Regions from separate parts of the Sus scrofa genome. Here all the other regions are linked to region 3. The links are chromatin contacts, called in public Hi-C maps. All regions are on one chromosome and are shown on one strand. The core of a region is the stretch at or near the end of the contact, and the rest is flanking DNA. Distances in the headings are between cores, read along the strand shown. Region 1 holds the start of HRC (sarcoplasmic reticulum histidine-rich calcium-binding protein). Region 2 holds the start of DBP (D site-binding protein). Region 3 holds the start of PTOV1 (prostate tumor-overexpressed gene 1 protein).

Region 1 (4,844 bases), core at 849-3,348, 520 kb after region 3:
GACGGATGAGGCCCAGAGAGGTGAAACGTTTTGCCCAAAGCCACACAGCACGTGTCCCAGCCGAGATTAGAACCCTAGCAGGGCCTGTGCTCTTGAAAATCATGCCCCCTTGGACGTGCGGAGTGAGGGTTTCTTGGAGGAGTGGACGAATGAATGAAACAGCGACAGTCGAGAGAGAAAAACAGAGAAAGTGACACCAGGAGGCGGAGACACACGGGAGAGACACGAGGAAGGAAAGAAACGGAACCCAGCCCTGGGGCTTTAACACGGACCCTGAGCGTGAGAAGGATTAGTTGGATGTGTTTGCAGAAGGACCGAAGCCCTCCCCGAGGGAGAGAGCCACCAGGGAACGCCCTTGGGAGTGTCTGCGGGGACAGGACTGGGGGAGGGGAGGAGCCGAAGGGCGGGGTCTGAGGTGGGCGGGGTGGACATCTGGGGTCGGTCCCCGGGTGGGCTCCTCACCCCGGATCTGTGGGGTCAACGATGAAAGTTGTGCACGTCTTCTTCTTGAAGATCTTGGGGATATAGCTCTGGGGACAAGAACAAGGGGTGAAGGGGAACCAGTTCAGTCCTAAGGGACACAGAGTGACTCACCCGCGCCCCAGCCTAGACCTAGGAGTCCAGGACCCCAGCGCCCGCCTCCCCCAAACTCAGGAGACTCGATTCCCCCCAGCCCCCATCTGTCCCCAAGGACCCAGGCGTCCGAGGCCCCAGCAGCCCCCTTCTTTGACCCAAGAATCTGGGTCTCCAGCGCCCTCCTCTCCGGGAACCAGGGGTCCCGGCCCCCAGCTCCCTGTTCCCTCAGACCCGGGGTCCGGCCGCTGTACCTGCTCCTTCTCCGCACCCACCATGCTGCTGCAGCCTCTGCAAACTATCCGACTCCCTGCATTCCCTCAACCAACCCGGGCTCTAGACGCGCCCGGGACAAACCGGATCCACTACGTCCCAGCCCAGCCTGGGCGGGGCCAGGTCTAGGGGGCGGGGAATCTCGGAGACGCGCAGAGCGGGAGGCGGGGCAAAGGGTCTGAGGGACCGGCAGGCGAGACCCGGGGAGAGGGGGCCGGGGACCCGGGGTGGGGGACAGGGACTCAGAGAGGAAATGCCAGTGATGAGGGAGAGGGCACACAAAAAGGGGATGGGATGGGGACACGAAGCCTTAGGTTGGGACAGGGAATCAGAAAGGGGGGACAGAGATTGGCGAGGGGCTACATCGACCCAAAGCGAGGGGGGGGTGCTTGGAAGGAAGTTGGCGGGGGCGGGGTGGGGGCGCGGCGGAGACACTCAGACTGAGAGGGAGAGACAGAAGCCTGAGAGTGAGAAGGGGACAGAATCCTGGGGAGGGGGACAGGGACTCCAAGAGAGCGGGTGAAGAAACAAGAACTGAGAGAAGGGAACCCACAGAGAAGGCTGGGAACCCAAAGAGCGAGGGGTGAGGACAGCAGTGATAGGATGAGGGGGAGGTACTGATACACAGGCAGGGCCCCCATGTCTCCTGCTAGCTCTCCAGGGACAGGGACAGCTGCAGCCTCCTGAGTAACCTGAGCCCCCTGCACACACACACCCCCTGCTGTATTTATAGCCCTGGCCTGGCCCCATCCCCTGCCCCCAGATCTGAGTTCCAGGGACAGGAGGTCATGGGTACGCACGCTGGAGCACAATTCCTCTCACCCCTGTCCAGGGCTTCCCTGTGGGCATCCACCATCTCAGCAAAGTCGCCCGTTCTGGCCGGAAACTCCCCATAATCTAACCCCCAATCCTTCCTTGGCAGGGGTCTCTCCCCTCAAATACACCCTTCCCGCTCCCCTCCTCCCATGGCCCGGGCTCCCCCCAAATTGGCCCACTGAAAATTTGACACCATTTTTGCAGCTGCCAAACCGGAACTTGTCGGCATTCAAAATCAAGTCCCTTGGCCCCCTCTCCTGGCCAAAGAGAGACCCCTTCTCTCACCCCCTCCCCAGCTGAGAGGAGAAAGAGCCGGAGGGGAGGGGCAGGCCGGGCCTAACCCAGAATAACTCCGGGCCGAAAGTAAATTTAGCCACAGAGAGGGGAGGGGAGAGACCCTATTGGCTGGGGAGCGGGAGGGAGGGGCGGAGGGGGTCAGGGGGTTCTGGAGATTGTCTCAGAGGGGTGTCTGGAGCCTGGCAGTGAGGGCCAGAGGGCAGAGACAGAGAGAGACACAGCAAAGGAAAGACACAGGGAGAAAGAAAGAGAAGGACCCCAAAGGGACAGGGACCCCAGTATTCATCGACATAGCCTCAGCCACAGCGGGAGCCAGCCCAGGGAGAAGCTCTGCTGCTGGTCTGTCCCCATGGGCCACCCTGGGCCATGGTTGCAGGCGTCTCTCCTCTGGGCTGCTGTGGCCAGCCTGCTCCTCCCCCCTGCTATGACCCAGCAGCTGAGAGGGGCTGGGCTGGGCCCCAGCAACTTGAACAACAACGCAGGCATCCCCGGGCCCACAGAGGACGCATCAGGCAAGTTCGGTCACTCCGGGCATAGCCATAGAAGCCATGGGGATGAGAACAGCGATGTCTCCACGGAGAGTGGGCATCATTTCTGGGCCTCTGGAGACCACGGAGAAGAGGAAGAAGATGTCTCCAAAGCAGCCCATCCCCGCCAAGGCCACAGGTACCAAGGCCACGAGGTGGGAGATGAGAACATCTCTGAGGAGGAGGGAACCACAGCGCATGCTCCGCAGGCGGGTGGGCACAGAGGCCGTGGGAGCAAAGACATGGATGATTCAGCTGAGCCCAGGCACCACTTCCCCAGCCATGGGAGCCACGGCCACCAAGACGAGGATGAGGATGAAATTGTGTCCAGCGAGCGACACCATCATATCATCAGGCATGTACGCCGAGGCCATGGAGAAGAGGAGGAGGAAGAGGAGGAGGAAGGCGGCATCTCCACCGAGTATGGACACCAGGCCCACGGGCACCGAGACCACGGGATGGAAGAGGACGAAGACGTCTCAGCTGGACGTCACCATCACGGCCCCAGCCACAGACACCGAGGCCATGAAGAAGAAGAAGATGACGACAATGACGGTGACTCCGCTGAGTACAAATATCAGACGCACGGGCATCAAGGCCACGAGAAGGAAGAGGATGGAGACGTCTCAGACTCGCACCACCATCATGTCCCTGGCCACGGACACCCAGGCCACAGAAATGAGGAAGATGAGGATGAGGTCGTATCCACTGAACACTGGCACCAGGTTCCCAGACATACCCACCATGGCCTTGGAGATGAGGAGGAGGAAGGAGAGGAGGAGATCACGGTCAAGTTCAGCCACCATGCTGCAAGCCCCCAAGCCCAAGGCCACAAGAGCACTGAGGAGGAGGAGGACTTCCCAGACGAATATACGAGAGAGAGCCCTGGTCGTCACCACCCCGGGGTCCTCAAGGAGGAAGATGAGGACATCTCCACCAAGCTTGGCCACCAGCCTGCCAGCCACAGGCAGCAAGGCCACAGAGGATCCATCAAAGAAGAGACTAGCTCCCGTCCCCGGGAACACATGGGGGTCAAGGATAGAAGCCATTTAGGGGAGGGTGATTCCGAGGAGGAAGAGGAAGAGGACCACAGCTCCCCTGAAGAGGATGGTGAAGGTTCAGAAGAGGAAGGAGAAGGCACCCACCAGGGCAGCCTGGACCGGGAGGATGAGGAAGACGAGGAGGAAGGTCATGGCCTCAGCCTGAGCCAGGAGGAGGAGGAGGAAGAGGAGGAGGAAGAAGAGGAGGAGGAGAGGAGGGAAGAGAGGGCTGAGGTTTGGGTCCCACTGAGCCAGGACCACCAGGAGGAAGACGACGAGGAGGAGGAGGAGCTGCCCGTCACCATCATCCCCAACCCACTGGCTGGGAGGGAGGCGGGAGGTGCCTCCAGCGAGGAGGAGAGTGGTGAGGACGTGGGTAAGTGATCTGACTAGGTGGGGGTGGGGAAGAGCAGAGTCAGCCCGGGTCACTGCTGCCCTCTTTCTTGTCCCCCCAGGTCCCCAGGGTGCCCAGGAATACGGAAACTACCAGCCAGGATCCCTGTGTGGCTACTGCTCCTTCTGCAATGTATGTCCCCAACCCAGATCCATCCACCCAGCTGTCCTGAGAATTTCTTCCAGGGCTCTGGTGTGCCTTGGGAGGGCCTTGAGAAAAGGAGGGTCAGGGACAGTTCTGAGTGAACAGCGACACTTCTGGGGCTACGTGGGGGACATCTGGAGGCCAGGATGCTGGGGAGGAAGCTGGGACAATGGTCCAGGAAAGGGTGGGTGAGGCATGAGCTACAAGGCTGTGGGAACAGAGAGGAGGGTACAGGGAGGCAGTGGGGGCAGGAGGACTGTAGACTGACAGGCTGGGAGGAGCGCATGGAGAGAGGAGGTAAAGAGAGGACTGGGGGTGGGGGGCCCAGGCCACAGTGATGGGAGGCCGCGGTGGCGCCCTGCAATAGGGAAACGAGGGGGCGGAAAGCAGACTGGTGGAGATACTGAGCTTAAGGTTAGAGGTAAAGAGGTTGAGGATTGGGAGTTCCTTTCGTGGCGGAGTGGTTAATGAATCTGACAAGGAACCATGAGAGGTTGTGGGTTCCATCCCTGGCCCCGCTCAGCGGGTTAAGGATCTGGCGTTGCTGTGAGCTGGGGTCTAAGTCGCAGGATCCCGCGTGGCTGTGGCTGTGGTCGTGGCTGTGGCTGTGGCGTAGGCCGGGCAGCTACAGCTCTGATTAGACCCCTAGCCATATGGAACCTCCATATGCCGCAGGTATGGCCCTAGAAAATCAAAAAAAAAAAAAAAAAAAAAGGCAAGAGGTTGAGAACTAAGTCAAGTCCAGGGGGCAGGTTGGAGGGCTGCCCGGCGGCTCCAAAA
Region 2 (4,290 bases), core at 725-3,224, 870 kb after region 3:
CATCACCCGCATCTCCTACAAGAGTAAGTCCCTGGGCACTGGGGGGTGGGGGGTGCGGGCGGGGGTGCACAAGGGGCCGTTCTCCAGGGGCACCGCTCTTCACACCCGCCTCATATTCCTGCAGATGATGCCTACTTTCTTCAAGACCTGAGCCTGGAGCTCCTATTCCCCGAATCCTTTGGCTTCATCACCTATCAGGGCTCTCTCAGCACCCCACCCTGCTCGGAGACTGTTACCTGGATCCTCATTGACAGGGCCCTCAATATCACCTCCCTCCAGGTGACCCTGTCAGCTCATTCCCCCTCCCTGCCACCCCCAGCCCCTTCCTTGGCCTGGGTGTCCCCTCGCTTCACCTCCCATCGGGGACAGAGAACTGGAGGGGACTGAGGGTCTGGCAATCCTTGGTGGAGGGTGGGGTGGGGCTGAGCAAGACCCCGCCCACCTGCTCCCAGGAGCGGGGGGTTTTCTGTGATGCCAGCAGGGCCATTCATTAGTCACTTCCAGGTTCCCACCCTCCCTCGCCCTCCTTGGCAGATGCACTCCCTGAGACTCCTGAGCCAGAATCCTCCGTCCCAGATCTTCCAGAGCCTCAGTGGGAACGGCCGGCCCCTGCAGCCCTTGGCCCACAGGGCCTTGAGGGGCAACAGGGACCCCAGGCACCCCGAGAGGCGCTGCCGAGGCCCCAACTACCGCCTGCATGGTATGATCCAGTATGCACCCCCTCGTCTTGGTCTAACCCGCCTATGTGTCTGTCTCCCCTTGGTGTCTCAATATGATACAGTCCTACCCTTCTTTGCTGCTTCTGTGTGATCCAGCCTCCTGAGCTCTCACTCGCTCTTTCTCCCTTCTCCATTTGTGTCAACGTGGTACAGCCCACCTCTCCGTCATAGACCATTGCTGGTCCATGATTTGTCTTTCCTCCTCACTGCTTGCGACTTGCAACTTGGTGTATAACCCGAACCCCCTTGCTTCCATGGGGGTACGATCAACTACTGGACCGTGGCTCTTGTTAAGGCTTTCTGAAATGGTATCGCCCGAAACCTTTCCCCTCTTTCCATGTGGTACAACCCTACGCTGGTCCAAAGTCTGACACCCCCTTCACTGAAAAACAACATGGTACAATCCCCTTCCCCTTCTACTGCCTCCTCTTGGTTCAGTCCAGTGATCTGACATCCACCTCTCTGGCTTCCCAACATGGTATAGCCTAGGCCTCCCCGTGAATACCGTCGCGTAGTTCAGCCTGATGCTGAAACTGGACGTCCCTGTGCCACCCTCCTGCTGCCTCCCTATGGTTCAGCCCACTGCCAGTTCGCAATCTGTCCTTTTCCCCTAGCTTCTCAAGCTGGTACATTCCAGTTTCCCCTTCGCAGCCTGCCTGTGGTATGGCCCGGCGCAGCCCAGCACCGCTACCCCGCCTCCTGCACGCCCCTGCACGCCCCCTACCCGGTGCATCCTATCAGGCCCTAAACTAACGCCCCCCACCGGTTTCGTCTTACAGTGGATGGTGCCCCCCACGGTCGCTGAGACTCCCCATCGAGGATTGCGCCTGCCTTGCCCAAGCCTCCCCACAGAGGGAGGGGAGTCACCCCCAAAACAAAGCTATTAAAGGGACAGAATACTTCCTGTATCTCAGTGGTCTGATTCTAGGCGCGGCGGGGAAGCATTTGGATATTAAAGAATAGCAGCCTTCTTCTAGAAACCAATCTCCCACTTCCTAAACCCCACTACTCGGGTTTTTGGCTTCCTTTTTCCAAAACAATCATTAGGATTTGTGGCTCCTGTATGGCTCTTCTCCCGCGCCCCCCACCCTCTCACCCACCCTCCCAGTCAGGCAGCACGCGCAGAGCCATGTGCTTCCCCCTCCCGCCTGCCTCATTGGCCTGAACTGGGTCACGGTCCCGCCCCCAGAGCCGTCTCCCATTGGGCAAATGTAGGTCAGGGTCCCGCCTCCCTCCAAATGGCAAGGTAACTTCACTCACTGAGCCCCTTGCTCGCGCACTCCAGGCCTCGGCAGATCCAGGAGTCCCATTGGCTGTGGGTCTCGAGGGGTCGAGACGCGATTGGCCTGCGCTTTCAGCGGGAGGGAGGCACGCGGCTGGGGTGCAAGGCCTGAGAGTCCGGCGGGGCCAAGAGGAGGGGTGCGCGCTGTGGCGTCGGGTGTTTTGGTTTGGCTTTTTTTTTTTTTTTTCCGCGAAAGAAGTTTGCTTTGGCCACGCCTCAAGGCAGCCGCCTCCTCCTGCCCTCTCCCCCGCCCCTCCGCGCACACCTCTTGGTGCAGATTGCAAAGCTCCTTCCTTAGAGAGAGCTGCAGATTTTGCAAGAGCCAGGCTCGCCCACCTTGTAGGAGCGCCTTGTGTCCCCTTGAGCCCTCGGTTGCAAAGAGCTGGCCGCCTGATTTGATCACTCCCTCACCCAGACTGTATGGTCTCCTGGGACCCTCTTGAGTTGCACATTTCTGCACCGAGGACTGCAAATCCCCATCGCTCCTAGGACTTGCAGTGTTCTGGAGACTGGAGACTGGAGGCTTGCAAGCTACTTTCGCCCGCCCCTGGGCAGACACCCGCCTGAACCACAGGAGTGTGCCGCTGACTGGCAAGCCAGCTCTTCGCCTCTCTATGAGCCCGTGAGCCTGCGGGCAGGTGCCGGGCGATGGCGCGGCCCGTGAGCGACAGGACCCCGGCCCCCCTGCTGCTGGGCGGCCCGGCCGGGGCCCCCCCTGGCGGGGGAGCGCTGCTTGGGTTGCGGAGCCTTCTGCAGGGGACCAGCAAGCCCAAAGAGCCAACCAGCTGTGAGTTCTAGCCCCCCCCCCCCCAGCTCTTAGGGACTCCAGTGCTGGGAGGGTCCACAGATACCTCTTACGTGCCCAGAGTCCACCCTTCCAACCTTTATCTACCCCAATACTTAGGTGTTTAAGCCCCTAGATCCCTCAGCACCCAGGACCCAAAAATACCGGCTTTCAAGCCCGTCCACCCCGAGGACTCGAGACTCTAGGCCCCAGCCCCCTGTTTCTTGTGGTTCCGAGAGTCTTGGACTCTTGGGGTCGAGGGAGAAGGGAGGGGGGTGTGTCGGATGCTCACACGGTAGTTACACGGGCTTGGGCGGAGCCTCCTGGGGTCACATGGAGTCTAGGGACGAGGAATGTGCCCCAGAAATAGAACCCCTTCCTGACCCTTACGGGGGGGGGAGATCGAGGAGAAAGGGGTACAGTGCGCGGGGGGTAGGGGGCTAATTACAGAAGAATTACAGAGCTGTCATTTTTTCTCTTACCTGCCCAACCCTCCACCTACCTCTCTTTGAACTTCTGTCCCCCTTCTATGTCCCTATCTCTTCTTGGGTCTCTGTCCCCATCTCTCTCTTTGCATCCATGTCCTCCCCTCTTTCTGGCTCTCTGTCCCTCTCTCTGTCTGTCGCCCCGTCTCTTGTCTTTTCTCTCTGGGTCTCTCTCCCTCTCTGAGCCTCTGTCCCCTCCTATCTCTGGGCCCTTGCCCACCCTCTCTGATCTCTCCTCTACTTCTCTTCTGTCCCCTCTTTCTCTTCACCTCGGCGGTGGGGCTCTCTATCCCCTCGTTTCTCCTGTCTTTCTCCACTCGGAGACTCTTCTTCATTTCCATCTCCCTCTTCCTGCCCACCCTGCCCGCTCTTTCCCTGGCCCCGAAGGTCTCCTGAAGGAAAAGGAGCGCAAAGCGGCCCCGCCGGCGGCCACGGTCCCGGGGCCGGGCCTGGAGCCTGCAGGTCCGGCGGATGCCTCAGCTGGGGCGGTGGTGGGCGGCGGGTCCCCGCGGGGACGCCCGGGGGCTGTGCCCGGCCCGGGTCTGTTGGCGCCGCTACTGTGGGAGCGGACGCTGCCGTTCGGCGACGTGGAGTACGTGGACCTGGACGCCTTCCTGCTGGAGCACGGGCTCCCTCCCAGCCCGCCGCCCCCCGGCGGCCCGTCGCCAGCGCCCTCGCCCGTGCGCACGCCCGCACCCTCCCCGGGGCCCGGTTCCTGCGGGTCGGCTTCCCCTCGCTCCTCGCCGGGGCACGCCCCCGCCCGGGCTGCCCTCGGGGCCGCCGGCGGCCACCGCGCAGGTGCGACGTCGGGGACGGGGCGGGGCCCTAGTTGGGCGGGGCTTGGACTCCAGGGGGCGGGGCTGTGCTACACTGGGGGTCGGGAAGGTGGGACTGAGGTTGCACGCCCCATTTCTAGGGTCCCCTATTCGGGGGATGCCGAGAGAGGAGTCCGGATTCTGTGTCCCCTCATAGATCAGGGAATGGGTCTCCTGAACCCTTAGGAGGTGAGGGACTTAGGAT
Region 3 (4,793 bases), core at 1,216-3,715:
GCTCCCCAGGCCCTCAAGACAAAGTCCACACTCTTCCCTCTGGCTCCCGCCAACCTCTCCCAGGCTGTCGCCGGCCCTCTCTTGCACAGCCCAGGTTGTAGCCACCTCAGCCTGATACCCGGGGAGCACGGGGCAGGAAGGAAGCGCCCAGAAGCACACAGAACCATCCAGGGAAGTGGGGAGACGTTTGGAACAAAGAGCATAACAACACCTGGAGGGATCTTTCAAACAATGTTTTGAGAACACCCACAGGACACCTGACGAACGTTCTAGCAATGAAGCCACAGAAAGCCACACGTTCTATCACAGGGCACTCTCCAGTTAGCCTTTCTTAAACCAAAACCATCTATCTGAAAGCAAAAGCAGACCAGCAGGGCAGCAAGAAACCCAGAAAAACCTCAACAGTAAATAAACCTCCAGACAAAAAAAAAAAAAGTAGTGGTTGTTATTTTGTATCTTATCACTAATGGATATTTTCCAAATTTTCTGTGAAGTACATAGATGTTTTCTGTCCAAAGAGTAAAGACAGGCATGAAAAAAATGTATCTTTTAAGACCTTAAAGAATAAAAACAAAACAAAAAACCTAAGCAAGCATGCTCTCCCCCTGGGCAGGTGGTGCTGGGTGGGATTCCAGCAAGGTCTGAGATCAAGAAGAAAAGCAGAAGGTACTGGGGGAAAACCGGGGGGGGGGGGGGGGCGCGAGGTTCCCTGCTTAAGTGTCTGAGATGGAGGATGGCTGCTGCAGCGCTGGCTGTGAAGGCACCACTGCCAGGGCGCACAGCGTCTGAGAAAATGCACTCAAGGCACACGACTGCAAGAGCCTTTGGGGTCCAGGTGGACGCACTTAAGGACCCAGTCGGTGTGAGCTCCAGAGACACACGTATGGGAAACCCCGCTGACCACGTCTGAATCTGGGATATGAAGACCAGGGGTGCTAAGCTCAGGTCTCCCCTGGAAGAGCAGAAAGCGCATCAAGATGCAGGACCACGTTTAAGGATGAGACCTAAGTGCGATCCCACAGGAGAACTCACACCTAGGCAGGGGAGGGCACGATTTGGCTGTTTCTCCGACCTGGGATGTGTTGTTTACTGCACAGGAAGCCCATTTAGTACTTGGAGGGAGGATAGAAGCCTCAGGGTGCATGTTTAAGGACTCAGGAGGCGCTTCTGAACCAGTAGACACAAATGCTAAGAAAGGGGGAAGGCGGCGGAGGGAAGGATTACTTTTAAATTTAGACAGACGTTCAGAGTCCGGATGGCTACGTATAAAAGTCCATGACACATTTTTAAGGCTCATGCAGACCTGCCACAGCTCCCCGCCAAGCACAACGCCGGGGCAGAATGTTTTAAGACAGCTTGAGCGCCAGGATAGAACGCGCATCCCCGCGAGAGTGTCACGGTTCGGCAGTCCGTGAAGCATTGAGATGTGGCTTTACCGCTCCAGAAAACCTTATAGAGCTTTCTGAGAAGTGTATGCATGTTTCATGGCTGGCGAAGCATCTGTAACTTAGGGTACCTGCGAAGCTAGATGTCGAAGCCTGCAAAGCTAGACTTGCAGCGATCGGTAGGGGCATCCCACATCTGCGCGAGCGTGCAAATAAATCCTGGGCGCACACGCCACGGGCGCCGTGGAGGGGCGCGTGGGCCCGAGGAGAACGCCCCCGAGGGCAACACCTGGGCGCGCGCGAGTGCAAGACGCGAAGCCCCCACTCGCCGCCGTCCCCCAACCCCCTCCCCCATTTCCAGATTTCCTGCCGGGAGAGCGAACAACTTTCCCATTGGAAAAACAAGCGCGCACGCTGCCCGCCCCCCACCCCGCGTTTAAATCAGGCCGCGGAGTCAGCAGTAATCTGAGCGCTCCCCGCCCCCGTACCCCACCCCCGCCACCCCGGCCCGAAGGCGAAACAAAGGGGAGAGACCGGCGCGTACCACCTGAGGGGTTTCACGGGGGAAGCCGGCCCCAGGCGGGACCAGCCTTCGGGCCACCCGAAAGACCCCTAAGAGAAGTGGGTCGCGGACAAAGACGCCTGCCGGGGAGAGGGGCCTGCGGGGGCGGGGCCGTGGAAAGCTCTGGAAAAAGGGCGGGGGGCTCACCATGGGAGGGGCCGAGCGAGCCCGGATCCGCGGCGGCTGCGGACCCCGGGGACTGGCGGGCCAGGAGCGCGAGCGGGCGGCGCGCACCGTGAGGAGCGGCAGGGGTCGGCCGCGACCCCCGAGGGGGCCCCCAGCGCCGGAGCGGTGCGGGGCGCGGCGCGGACGGACCATGGCGGGCGTGGGCCGAGCGGGCTGGGGGCTGCCACGGGCCGCACGGGGGGCTGCGGGTTCCACCGACTGAGGGGCGAGGGCGCGCGGCTTCGGGGGAGACGGGCTGGGCTGTACCAAACGCGGAGGACGCGCCGCTGGAGAGGGGTTGCTGCGGCCAAACCACTGTGGTGAGCGGGGGAGCGCGGCGCCTACCAAGAGCGTCTGCGAGGGGGCGTGGCCGGCGTGTACCAAAATAGAGCTAGGGGAGCCCCGGGAAAAGGAGAGGGTGTGGGGGGCGGGGAATTCGACAATTGGAAGATACTATGGGCCGAAGGGGAGGGACCCAGAGGACGTGAAAGAAACAACTTCGGCGGGGGCGTGGCAGGAAAGACCATGCCGAAGCGTCACGGGGGGGGCGAGAGGAACGTAGAGGACGATACCAAGATCGGGATGGGGGGTGACATACCGGGAGACCGTACCCTGAGTCCCAGACCCTCGGAGCCGGGAGACTATATCAAGACACATCAGGAAAAGGGGGAGGAAGGAGTAACAGACCTGGGGGCAACGGAACCTACGTAGAAGTTTGGGGATACGGATCGTACCAGGCCTAAGGCGAGGACTTGAAGGCTGTGACGTGGCTAGGTGGGCCAGGGACCACAACTCCCAGCGATCCCCGCGCGGTATGGGCGGAGCCAGAGGTCCCTGGGAGACACTGCCAGTGATATCTGCGTGCCAACTGGCCCCCGCGCCTTAGGCTCCACACGCCTCCCTCCGCACCTCCTCCGGCTTCTTGCCACCCGCCTTTCAGGGCCATTCATTGATTCGCTCATTCACTCAAGAATTAAACGACTGTGTATTCACTTACTAGAAGTTGTGTAAGATTTCTTGTTTCAATTTCCCTGTTTCTTAAATGTGGGTAATAACTAACCATTCATTCATTGATTCTCTCATTCACTCAAGAATTTAACGACTGCGTATTCACTTACTAGAAGTTGTGTAAGATTTGTTTCAATTTCCCTGTTTCTTAAACGTGGGTAATAGTTAACCCCAAACGGTTATGAGGAACAAATGAATTAAGAAAATAGGGAGTTCCCGTCGTGGCGCAGTGGTTAACGAATCCGACTAGGAACCATGAGGTTGCGGGTTTGGTCCCTGCCCTTGCTCAGTGGGTTAAGAATCCGGCGTTGCCGTGAGCTGTGGTGTAGGTTGCAGACGCGGCTCGGATCCCGCGTTGCTGTGGCTCTGGCGTAGGCCGGTGGCTACAGCTCCAATTCAACCCCTAGCCTGGGAACCTCCATATGCCGCGGAAGCGGCCCAAGAAATAGCAACAACAACAACAAAAAAGACAAAAAGACAAAAAAAAAAAAAAAAAGAAAGAAAATATTAGGGGAGTTCCCCTTATGGCTCAGCGGTCAGCGAACCCGACTAGCATCCATGAGGAATGGGGGTTTGATCCCTGGCCTCGCTCGGGGGGTTAAGGATCCGGCGATGCCGTGAGCTGTGATCGCAGACGCGGCTCGGATCCTGAGTTGCTGTGGCTACAGCTTCGATGAGACCCCTAGCCTATAAACTTACATATTCCGCGGGTGCGGCCCTAAAAAGAGAGAAAAAAAAAAAAAAAAGACCAAAATAAAATAAAATATTAGGAAAGGTATTTGGTACAGTAATGACCTAAAATGGTAATTTTTCTTTTTCTCCTTTTAAAACCATTAGTAGCACCGTTTCCACTTCTATGCTGGGCAACGAGTATACTGTGATGACCAAAACAAACCAGGTCCATTGTAAAAAAGTAATCGCAGTTTGTGGTTAAGTGGTATAAAGAGAACAAACACACAGGAGAGTGGGGTGGTGACCATGAGAAGTCAGGAAAGTGACCATTAGGCAGCCTGCAATTCCACTTGGGCTGGAAGAGTGTGCTAAAATGAGGGGCACAAATCTTGAGAGTGGCAGAAGAGGGAGGCCAGCGTGGCTGGAGCAGAGTAAGGGTAGAGCAGCGCTGTGGAAGTGTGGAGAGTGGCCAGGTGCCTTGGGGTGGTATTTGGACTTTAGTCTCACCTTGCTTGGGAACCACCAAAAGGTTTTTGGCAAAGAAGTGGCACAGTCCCATTTACATTTTAAACAAATCATTCACAGAAGGCATAGCATCATGCATACAATGTCTCTACAACTCTACAGAAGAAGCTGCACCCAGAGTCACCTCTGAGGACAGAAGGCAGCAGCAGAAGTGGGGGAAAGGGGTCCCACGGGTGGAAAGCAGAGTCAGTTTATTCCTTTAGACGGTTTGGGATTCTTCCCACATGCAAAGTTCACCTACCAGAAAATAATTTTTTAAATATTTAAATCTCCTTCTCAGATCCACCTATCAGAGTATTGACAATAAAAAGAAAAATAAACAAATGGGATCTAATCAAACTTCAAAGTTTCTGCACAGCAAAGGAAACCCTAAACAACACAAAAAGACAACCCACAGAATGGGAGAAAATCTTTGCAAATGAATCGACGGACAAGGGATTCATCTCCAAAATTTATAAACACCTTCTGCAGCTCCA

Evidence for each region. A called contact is a pair of places that touch in the nucleus more often than the background predicts.
Region 1: a Hi-C map of subcutaneous adipose tissue shows a contact between it and region 3, with 2.7 times the contacts expected there. The contact joins the promoter of HRC here to the promoter of PTOV1 in region 3. A contact is called at or near these places in 2 of 47 Hi-C or Micro-C datasets (liver and subcutaneous adipose tissue).
Region 2: a contact with region 3 is called in a Hi-C map of liver, with 6 times the contacts expected there. The contact joins the promoter of DBP here to the promoter of PTOV1 in region 3. A contact is called at or near these places in 1 of 5 promoter capture datasets (liver) and 6 of 47 Hi-C or Micro-C datasets (differentiating spermatogonia, embryonic fibroblasts, heart right ventricle and 2 more).

Annotation. Positions count from the first base shown.
Region 1 is chr6:54,338,892-54,343,735 of Sscrofa11.1, reverse strand. It overlaps HRC (sarcoplasmic reticulum histidine-rich calcium-binding protein), which reads left to right and starts at 2,098. Exons shown (of 6, transcript XM_003127287.5): 1 at 2,098-3,902; 2 at 3,982-4,052. The coding sequence starts at 2,309. TRPM4 (transient receptor potential cation channel subfamily M member 4) reads right to left here and starts at 962. Exons shown (of 24, transcript XM_021094712.1): 1 at 828-962; 2 at 463-530. The coding sequence starts at 851.
Region 2 is chr6:53,990,728-53,995,017 of Sscrofa11.1, reverse strand. DBP (D site-binding protein) reads left to right here and starts at 1,974. Exons shown (of 4, transcript XM_003127286.6): 1 at 1,974-2,788; 2 at 3,658-4,068. The coding sequence starts at 2,650. It overlaps CA11 (carbonic anhydrase 11), which reads left to right. Exons shown (of 9, transcript NM_001004038.1): 6 at 1-23; 7 at 125-279; 8 at 535-700; 9 at 1,499-1,621. The coding sequence ends at 1,524. It overlaps LOC110261016 (a long non-coding RNA gene), which reads right to left and starts at 912. Exons shown (of 3, transcript XR_002344719.1): 1 at 788-912.
Region 3 is chr6:54,863,264-54,868,056 of Sscrofa11.1, reverse strand. PTOV1 (prostate tumor-overexpressed gene 1 protein) reads right to left here and starts at 2,465. Exons shown (of 12, transcript XM_003127351.5): 1 at 2,095-2,465. The coding sequence starts at 2,265.